2 separate regions of the Mus musculus genome follow, and region 1 is linked to region 2. The links are chromatin contacts, called in public Hi-C maps. All regions are on one chromosome and are shown on one strand. The core of a region is the stretch at or near the end of the contact, and the rest is flanking DNA. Distances in the headings are between cores, read along the strand shown. Region 1 has its middle 27 kb from the start of Gm13982. Region 2 has its middle 58 kb from the start of Gm46758.

Evidence for each region. A called contact is a pair of places that touch in the nucleus more often than the background predicts.
Region 1: a contact with region 2 is called in a Hi-C map of cortical neurons, with 4 times the contacts expected there. The contact joins two enhancer-like sites. A contact is called at or near these places in 1 of 39 promoter capture datasets (neural stem cells) and 1 of 484 Hi-C or Micro-C datasets (cortical neurons).

The regions. Positions count from the first base shown.
Region 1 is chr2:117,387,999-117,392,815 of GRCm38.p6, reverse strand. No RefSeq gene overlaps it. Among named protein-coding and RNA genes, the nearest start is that of Gm13982, 27 kb to the left of the region's middle. Within about 2 kb of position 2,340, at least 31 of the 459 cell types and tissues checked have an H3K27ac peak or open chromatin away from gene starts, as enhancers often do. A contact at or near this core is called in cortical neurons, where this site is marked.
Region 2 is chr2:116,972,575-116,977,491 of GRCm38.p6, reverse strand. No RefSeq gene overlaps it. Among named protein-coding and RNA genes, the nearest start is that of Gm46758, 58 kb to the right of the region's middle. Within about 2 kb of position 1,596, at least 300 of the 459 cell types and tissues checked have an H3K27ac peak or open chromatin away from gene starts, as enhancers often do. A contact at or near this core is called in cortical neurons, where this site is marked.

The sequences.
Region 1 (4,817 bases), core at 1,091-3,590, 410 kb before region 2:
CTGCAGCCTTTAGTTTTTAGACAGAGTCTTGCTATGCCATCCAGGTTGATCTTGAACTCACTATGTAGCCTCACTGACCTTGAACTCATGGTTATCAGTCCTCTCCTTCCCAAGTGCTGAACTTGTACGTTGGTTTTCTACATATATGATTGCTAATTCAGGAGAAGAAATAACTTCATTTTTTCCAAATTCATACCATAGCTTTTGTTTTGTTTTTAAGGTGTCTTAATACTGCAATCTCAATGCAAATATTAAGTGGATATGCAGATTATGGGCAGTCCTAACTAGATTTCAACAGGAGTGCCTTCAGCCAGTTGCATAATTTGGGAAAGGATCCTGCCTCTGTCTAGCGTCTCATTTCCCATATATTGTTCACATGCTAAGAGCATCCCTGGGGGGTTCTCGGAAGTACTCTTCTGCAGGTCTCCAGGGAATGAGATGAGGAAGAAGAGGTGAGAGGCAGCGTGATGATTCAAACGCTTCTCTCCAGAGATGGGCGGATACATGCAGCAGGACCTGACTGTGAGCCACAGGGAGAGCCTAGACTATGGCCCAAGAAGGCTGGGTCATGTCGTAGTCCCCATCTGTCACCCACCCTCTGTCCTCCATAGGACCATTTACCTCTTTTTGTCCTTGTCATTTCATCCCAAACTCAACTTCTCCATTCTCAAGCCTGAACATAAAATATTTTTCTTTTCCATTTCCTTAAGGAATCCTGAAGTCTCACCTCTCTGCCTAATGAAAATCACATCCATGCGTGTTCCTCTGTCTCACTGCTTACTACAAACTTGACAAAGTCTCACAGCAGTGGACACGTCACTACTAATACTTGTACAATAGTAACTTGCCACAGACACTGCTCTGTGAGATCATTAGCCTTAGTCTTGGTTTCTTCGCTTGTTGCTATGATAACATATGCTAACAAAAGCAACTGAAGGACTGAAAGATTGACTTTGGCTCCCAGTGCAAGATCCAGTCATGGCAAGGAAGCCATGGCATCAGAAAATGGAAGCATCTGGCCACACTACATCCACAACCAGAAAGAAGAGAATGCTGGTGCTCATCTTATCTTGTCTTTATTCAGCCTGGGATCCCAGTCCAGGGAATGGTCCCACCCACAGTGGGCAGCTCTTTCTACATTAATTAGCATTAATTAATTAACCAACGTTATTCCTCACAGGCATGCTCGGAGGCCAACCTAATCTAGATCACTCCTCACACATAGGCTCAGAGATTGGCCTCCTAAATAACTTTATATCTTGTCAAGTTAACAACACTAGCCATTATATCCATCATGACAGAATTGCATCCTAAAGATGCAGTATTAACTTTTGTGTAACCACAGGCTTTTCTACCCACGCCGCAGTTTCCAAATAACAATGTGGAAGCTTATTTATTTATGAATAAATAACTAGACCATAGTTTGAGTTTGTTCCCTGACTAGCTCTTAACTTATATAATCAGTTGATTCTATTCTATATCTACCACAAGACTAGTTACTCCTCAGTTTCATATGCCATCTCCTCAAGACTGAGTGGCGAATCTTCCAGCACCTGAGTAACTCCCCAGAATCCCTGTCTCTCCCTCTCTCTCTCCCCTCTCTACGGGAACTCCCACCTCTTATTTCCTGCCTTTTGCTAACAGGCCAACAGCTTTTTATTGATAGGTGATGCTTCCACACAGGACACAAGATATTCTCCCTACACTTTTGCACTGCTGTTACTTGGAGCTTGGTCATTCTTTGTTGTAGAAACCTGTTATGTTCATGGCTAGATATCTAATAGCAACCTTGATTTCTACTCCTCACATGTCAGCAGCATCCTTCTTTCCAACTGCAAAAACCAAGCATGTCTACAAACTTGCTAAGCATTCCCATAATGTGGGAGAATAGAGGGACAACATAGTATTATAGAAGACTACTGGCCTCAGCAATACTCCCTGAATCACAACGTCTAGAACTGCCTATGTGTCAAACGGCATCTTTTAAAATCATTGCTTGAGTTCCATAGCACCTGCCCCTGCCACTTGCGACTTGGAAACTTCTTGAAATTGCTCTATCTTTCCTCTGCTCAGAGACCTTGACACACATGGCTTGCTCCTCCGTATGAACAGTTACCCATGTCTTCTGCTGAGGGATGATGGCTCAGAGATTCTGAAAGTTAATTTTGTTTCTGCCACACCATGGCCAGTTCACACCGATGTTCTTACACCCGTGTAACTTATTTTTAGCCGTAAGAGCGGGATCCTTTTTATGTAGTTTGCTGGTATAGCACTCAGCATGGTGTGACGTGTTCTTCGGTTCCTATTGACAAGGAGGGTGAGATATGTGCAGCTTTTAGAACTGCAGTTTTCAAGAGGAAATTAGTTTTCTCCCGGGCAGCCTGACACTGTAGATTTGGCTGATGATGTCATAGCAAACAACCTACAAACAAATATCTAATTTTAGAAACAAATAGGAGCTATCTATAGGTGAGCAATGATTTTCAAGTGGGTTGGTCAAGGGGAAAAACACTCTGCTTTTAAACGTCAGCAAGGAAATTCCCATTTCACCCAGTGCCTTGAAGCTGGGCCCCTTGCCAAAATGGAAATTCTGCGTCACTGTCAGCAACTGAGGGATGGGGTTTTGATGAATTTTTAGCCCGTTGAAAATGACAACCCATTTTTATATGACGCAAACACAGATTCCATTTAAAACACAAAACCTGAAGCAAGCATCCTTAGGATTACAGAAACAAAGAGATTTCAACCAGGATCTTGAAAATACCAATCAGATGATAGGTAACCTAGCAACAGTGATGGTGGTAAAAGCCACATGCTGAGAATGTGAGGTTTTCCTCCAGAGACACGGACAGGTCTCCGTGTGTGTGTGTGTGTGTGTGTGTGTGTGTGTGTGTGTGTGTGTGTGTGTGTAAGGCCTCCTTGATGTTCTGAAAGGGGTCTGTCACTGCTGTTAAATTTTCGCTAAGAAAAATCAGAAAGGCTAAGCTGTCCTTGGAGGAAGGTCTCATGGGACAGATGACTTGGCTACCAGCAGCTGGGACTGCAAGAAGGATGCACCCACAAGCTCTTAAAGAAGTTGAGCTGCATAGTCCCTGGCTAGGGACATACATTTTTCTTTCAGTAGGCATTCTGGGGCCATGTCCCATTGCTTCTGACAGCCAGGGTCACGCCTGGGCTGCTGCCACTGCTACTGACAACAAAGCTTACGGAAAAGAAGGACTGATGGAGACAGTGTAGCCCAGAGCTCTCAGAGCTCATGGTTAAGCCTTGCTCTTTAAAGAAGCCAATGGCTGAGCATAAGAGGCAAGGTAAGGTAAGATACATATATCATGGTCATCTTAGTCAGGGACCAGCAAACCTTTTACTTTTTAAGGTCCAGGAAGTAAATGCTTCAGACTTTGAGGGCCAGTGATCTCTGCTGCAACTACTGAACTCTGCCAGTGTGCACTACAGCAGCTGTAGACATTACAGAAAAGAATAGGTATTCAATATTTCCAAATAAATTATTGTTTACAAAATAGATGGCGGACCATATGTAGCTCAAAGCCTACAGTATACTGGCCCCTAGTCTGTTTGTTTGTTTGTTTGTTTGTTTTAATGTATATCTGTGTTTTGCCTGCATTCATGTACCACACATGTGCAGTGTCTGAGGAGGTCTGGAGAGAGCCCTGGAACTGGAGTTATAGACCATTGTGAGCCACCCTGTGGGTCCTGGGAATCAAGCCGAGAGGCTATGGAAGAAGAGCCAGTGTTCTTAACTGCTGAGTCCATTCTTCAGCCCCTGGCTCTGATCTTGATGACTGATGTCACACAGAGAAAGCCATCCCCATCTAGACAGGCTGCTCCTTGCAGCCTCTGATCTCCTGGGTGGTCCAAGTCCTCTTCCATTCCTTACTCATGCTCCTTCCTGACCTAGTCATATCTTTATCTACCAACTAGTTTCCACTATCCCTCCTTAGGATATACAATTAGACCATCAGCTCGAAGCCCTTAACAGTACCCCAGTAGTTAAAAATACAGACATTGGATACAGCTTTCAAATATGTTCAGTTGGACCTCCTAGTTTTATGTCATTGTTCAAGCTTCAGTTCTGTCAATGTTTCAATCATAGTCCAGTGGCTCCCCTATCAATGCTTTCTCAAAAGCAATCTATCTCTATAGAGCTGAATTGAAGTTCTTACATTCGCCCAATTGTCTTTTCTCAAGCCTGGTCTGTATCTGTGCCAGCCTAACAGAGAGTCCAGTGGAGAAAATGGTGCCCTCATTCTCAGGAAGGCCCATGTCATGATGACCATAGTCACTGCTCCACATCTAGGCTGTGCTTCTCCCTCGGGCAGTGGTGCTGATCAGTGACACCCAATAGAATCACTAAGAAACTTCCCACACACAGACCCACCCAGAACAATAATCCAGAACCTGCAGCAACGGGCCCCATGTCTCTCTGTGTTCTAATGTCCCCAGGTGATCCTACCACGCAGCCAGCATTACACAACCACTCTAACACCCACATGAGCCACACACACTACTCTTCAGGGTTCGTGTTCTATAAAATGATGCTTCTCATTCTTTGTGCACCCACAGAGGAGCTGGTGATTCTGCATCTTTATGTGGCTGGGCCTTCAATTCTACAGTAAAACAAGCTTTAGGGATGGGCATGGTGATGTATGCCTTTGACTCCAGCACTAAGGAGGCAAACACAGGAAGACCTCTGTGTGTTCGAGGCTCTACCTGGAAGGTCCAGGCAAGCCAGGGCTACATATTGAGATCCTGTCTCACAAGGAAAGAAAGGGAGACAGGAGAGGGGAGGAGGGATAGGA
Region 2 (4,917 bases), core at 347-2,846:
GAGCATTCCTTGGAAGAGAAAATGCTAAGGCAGCCTAGGGAGTGGTAATTAATTTAGCACTTTGCATTCCGGAAGAAGCATTCCCGGGTAAATCAAGTCCTCTGTCAGCTCACCCCTCTGGGTAGGATGAGGTGTTCTCTCACCGGCAACCTGGTATCCGCCCAGAGCCTCCCGGTACCCGGGTTTGTTGCCCTGTGGCTGTGTAAACAACGTCTCTGCCTGGAAGAGCTCAGAGTCAGTTTTGGCCATTTAACCTATGTGTGACCCTGAAAATGTGAAAATGTTAATCTCAGTCTCTCTCAGCTTTGTTTCCTTTTTTTTCAGTGAAAGGGAGGAAGCTATAGAATCCAGTTCAGAGCCTACTGTGAGGAATTAGGGAGGCCCTGTGTAAAGCACTTGGAATTTTCTCTCCCCACCCCCATACCTTCAGAAATAACGAGTGCAGAGTCACTCTATCTGCTTGTGAACATTTTGAAGGTTTTCATTCCCCTCGAGAGGAAAGAGGTCTGTTTTGGAGAGAGGCCAGTGGTGTTCAAAATGCAGGAAGTAAAAGAAACATAGGAGCAATTCCCTTGCACTGGAGGAGAGCTCTCTTTTAGTATAAGCAGAAAAGCAAATTGACTTGGTGAATAATAATTTTTCTTGAAGGTTTTTTTTTTTAATTGTTGTGTTTTTTGAGTTTTGTTTTGTTTTGTTTTTGTCTTTTACTGAGATGAACCAGCTTCCGCCTGAGGTGAACAAATCCTTTCCCCTCTCAGATCTTATCGTTTCTTATCTGGAAGATGGATAGATTGGAGCCAGTCTCTCCAGTGTCTGGTGGCTGTTTGATCCTGCCATGCCCTGTTGCATCCGCCCGGGAGGAATGTGTCTGGAGCCTGTTTCTGTCTTGGGCTGTGAAACTCAGCCTGGAGGGGCTTCCTCAGAGTGAAGGAAAAGTGACCTAGCCTCACTTCTGTTTGACGTTAGAGTTCTGTAGCTTTCTTTGGTGGGGGGGTCTAACACGTGGGACCAAAGGAAAAGCGCATGGAGTCTGCAAACAGTTGTGGAACAAGTGCGTTTCCCCGCAGGCCAGCAGGGGAGAGGGAAAGGAAACAAAACAAGACAAAAAAAAAAAAAAAAAAAAACCACACACACACACACACACACACACACACACACAAAAGATGTTTATTGCAAAGCTACAGTCCCAGACTAACCTGGAGGGATGTTTGAATTCTGGAAAACCTTATGGATAAGCCTCGCAATTATGTACTTAGTCACAACCAGAGGGGAGGAACTTTGAAGGCACTGAATTGAAGAGACACAAAAGTCAGGAAGTGACCCTTTCGTGGGGACTGCAGAGGCCACAGAGGAGAAACAAAGTCCCTTCACAACCAGGGAAGACGGACCGTACCATCCCGGGGGGCCGGAGTGGGGAAGAGGGCGGTGGAAACTGACATCCTCGCTCTCAAGGAGCCGGCGAGGACACGGGATTTCCCGACTGAAAAGCCTCAGTGTTCGCCTGTCCCCGCACAGCCTCTCCCCCTCCGTGGAGGCCTGGGTCCGGCAGCCCGGGGGCGCCCTGCATCACCGCTCTGTGCGCGGGCGGGGCCGCGCTCCCCGGCCTGGAGATGGATGGCGTGCCCGAGCCAGCCCATCTGCGGCCGCGGCTGGTCCGGGAGGAAGCCGTCCCCGGGGATGAATGGGGCTTTGTTCGCTGCCAGCCGCGCTCCCCTCGCGGCCCGGCCCGGCACAACGGAGGCAGTATGCGACAGGCATGGAAATGAGCCGCGGGCTCTCCCCTCGCAGCGCCCAGGAATGCTGGCCAGCCGGAAAGGAGCCCTCGCTGGGGACCCGCTCCCGCGCCTCTGAAACCCCATTGAGAAGGGCTCTTTGAAGCAATTAAAGCGCGTTTCACGGCGGCCCGGGAGGGGGCCCTGGCCGTCCAGCTTCTCTTTTTACCCCTCTTCTCTGTCCGATCGTGTTTGTGCACCTTGGTGTGGCGGGTTACCTAGAAACCAGGCCAGAACCCGCTCCCTCTCTTGCAGAGATTCTGTAACCTCACAAAAGTGTCCCCATAAACAGATTGCTTGTCACCAGGGGGCGGGGGTGTGTGCGGGCTAGAACCCAGTTTGGACTTGCTCCAAGCTGACCTGCAGAGCCTGGGTTCCTGCTTTCAAAGGCTTCTTTGCTGGGCTCTGCACCCACCTGCCCTGCAGTCAGGTTTAGGCAGACAGAAATTGCCTCTAGATGAAAAAGTCCTGAGGCTGCGGCTCAGCATTTTCCATTTTCTCAGTGGTGGGGTGGGCCGCGTTCAGGTCTAGAAGTGATGTCACAACCAGCCCTGTAAAGTGATGTAACCTGCACTTGTTGAAGGACTAGGACCGGGCTATTTTGAGACTCTTGAGTTTCTTCCTTCCCCCCTGGAGAAAAGTGGGTGACTGGGCAACTCACAAAGCCGCTCTGGGTACAGCGGTTCTCATTTGTTACCGGGGAAAATCTTAAGGCTCAGGAACTGATTCCGTGAAGAAGGATGGAATTCCTTCTAAATTGGAGGTGGGCACCTTATATATATACCCATGGGGCAAGTGTGTGAACTGAAGGCCCAGTAACACCCATATAAAAAGATTTCATTGAGTTCTCTAGTTGATTTTATAGTGCTTTCTTTCCTCTAGGAGTTAAGTCTGTCTCTTCCCCAGCAGGTGCTTCCTAGAGAACAGGATTCTTTTGTTGTAGCTTTGCTTTGTTTGTTGTGTTTCTGAGACTTGGTTCTTGAATTTCCCTCTGTGGCCAAGAATGGTGGTATATTCCGGATCGGCCTGCCTCTACCTCCCAAGTGCTGGAGTTCAGGCGTGTGCTGCCTTGAGCATCATGATCTCTTTGGGGGGGGGGGGGTTGTTTGTTTGTTTTGTTTTGTTTAGAAGTATGGGAAAGGTTCTGTGTTCAGAGCAGGTCCTTAACAATACTTATGCTAGGCAAATACATTCAATGAAGGAGCGAATGAAGTCCGATCCTCTGTTTTGTTTGTTTTGTATAATTCCAAACGAGAAGTAGAAGTAGTGAGCACAAGGTGGTTCCTGGGCAAGGAAGACGTTGAGAAGTTTGAAGGGAAGGTTCGGGAACATTTTTGAGAGCACAAACATGCCTCAAATGTTTCCTGAAATGACCCAGAGGAGAGCAGGCACTCAGGTGGGGGACTCATTCTTTCCAAGTTTGGGGTTGGTTGGTTCTGGCTAACATGAATCATGTTTTACGTCAGTGAGGAGTGTACCCCGTCCATCATTCACTCTTTAAGCATGCCATGGAAACAGGATGGTCAGTCAGAGTCATGGTTGTGCGTGGTAAGCATCATTGCGGCTCATGTGCTACTCCAGTGTCTCCATGGTGATTGTTACCTGGGGCTTGGCTTATACTTCTATTAGGATATTTTTTCTTTGGGGCTTGGAATATATGATTTTTTTTTTTTCTGCACACACCACACACACACACACACCATCAGTCAGGAAGCAAATGAACACAAGATGGAAGAGGAGAATGCCCTACCTGAAGCATAATCCCAGCACATCTCTCTCTCTCTCTCTCCTCTCTTCTTACACACACAGATCAAGCAATGGGTAGTCCACTTCAAGAATGGTGCCCCAGTGTTTCCTTATTTACTAGGGCATAGTCTGACCACCAGCAGGTTGCTGTACACAATAACTTCCTTTCTTATCCTGGGGTTTCATCTGACGGCCATTCTGGTCTCCATTTTGCTTTTGTATAGACAGCCTCTCTGACAGCTGAGATCCTCTCAGCTTCATTCATTCTCTTTAGCCTTGTAGACACGACTGGCCAGCACAGCAAAAAGCCCCACAGACGAGGTACCTGGGCTAGAGCACAGGCCACACACTAGCAGTGCCCCTCACACAGAGACCTGGTGAGTGCTCTAGAAATCAAGTAATCCTGTTCCTTTCTGCCTTTCAGCTTGGTCATGAGCAGGCAGTGGTCTTAGCAAATATTAACAATCCAAATGTCAAATGCTGTGTGGTGGTACACACCAACAATCTTAGCACTTGGGAAAGTGGGTTGAGAGTTCAAGGGTTATTCTTAGCTACGCAATGAGTTTGAGGCCAGCCCAGGGACACTCAGAAACTCTGTCTCAATTACTCTAAAAGGGTTAAATAACAAACATAAATATGACCACTAATCAGAATTAAGATTGTTTCTTCCGTCTCTGTCCCTGAAAATCCTTCAGGCATCTGGGGTTCTAAAGCCAGGGCAGCCTCAAGTGAAGTGAGCAGACTGAATAGAGAGACAAACACAAAGTGCCCTTTTCAATCTGATAAGCTCACAGAAGTTCTGTCACACATTGCCATTTTTTTTTTCCAGGAATGAATTATTGGGTTTTTTTTTTTTTTTGAGCCTTGTAATTTGTCCATTAAGTAGAAAAATGCCCAGAAGACCTCGCTTTTATTTACCAGCTGACCCGCGACCTTAATGAGGCTTCGCTAAAGGGTAGGATGGAGAGTTTTATTTGTCTTTGTCTTGTGTTTGGGGTTAAAAAAAAGAAGAAGAAGAAAGAAAGAAAAAGAAAAAGAAAAAAAGGAGAAGCTGCCTCATTCAACAGTCTTTTGGTCCCTAAAATAAACCCCACTCCCCCTAGCAGTGCTATTTACTCAATCTCCGGGCTACTAAGTGTAGGGGTGGTCCTTGTTGACTTAAATGAGTCCCTGCAGCTAGGTGGGGCTCTCTGGAGTCCTTAGTCATGTGAGGTTGCCAGGGTAACTTAACGTCTCCAGCGCTGGAATGCTTTAAGACGTACAAAGAGGAGACTACAGAGCGCATTACAACTTACAGTCATGTGTTCAATAACATGTCATCTTTTCGTAATGGGGCTTTTATTTTTACTTTATTTTGTGGGATTGAAAGATCAGAAGCCGGAAATTAGCTGGAAAGGAT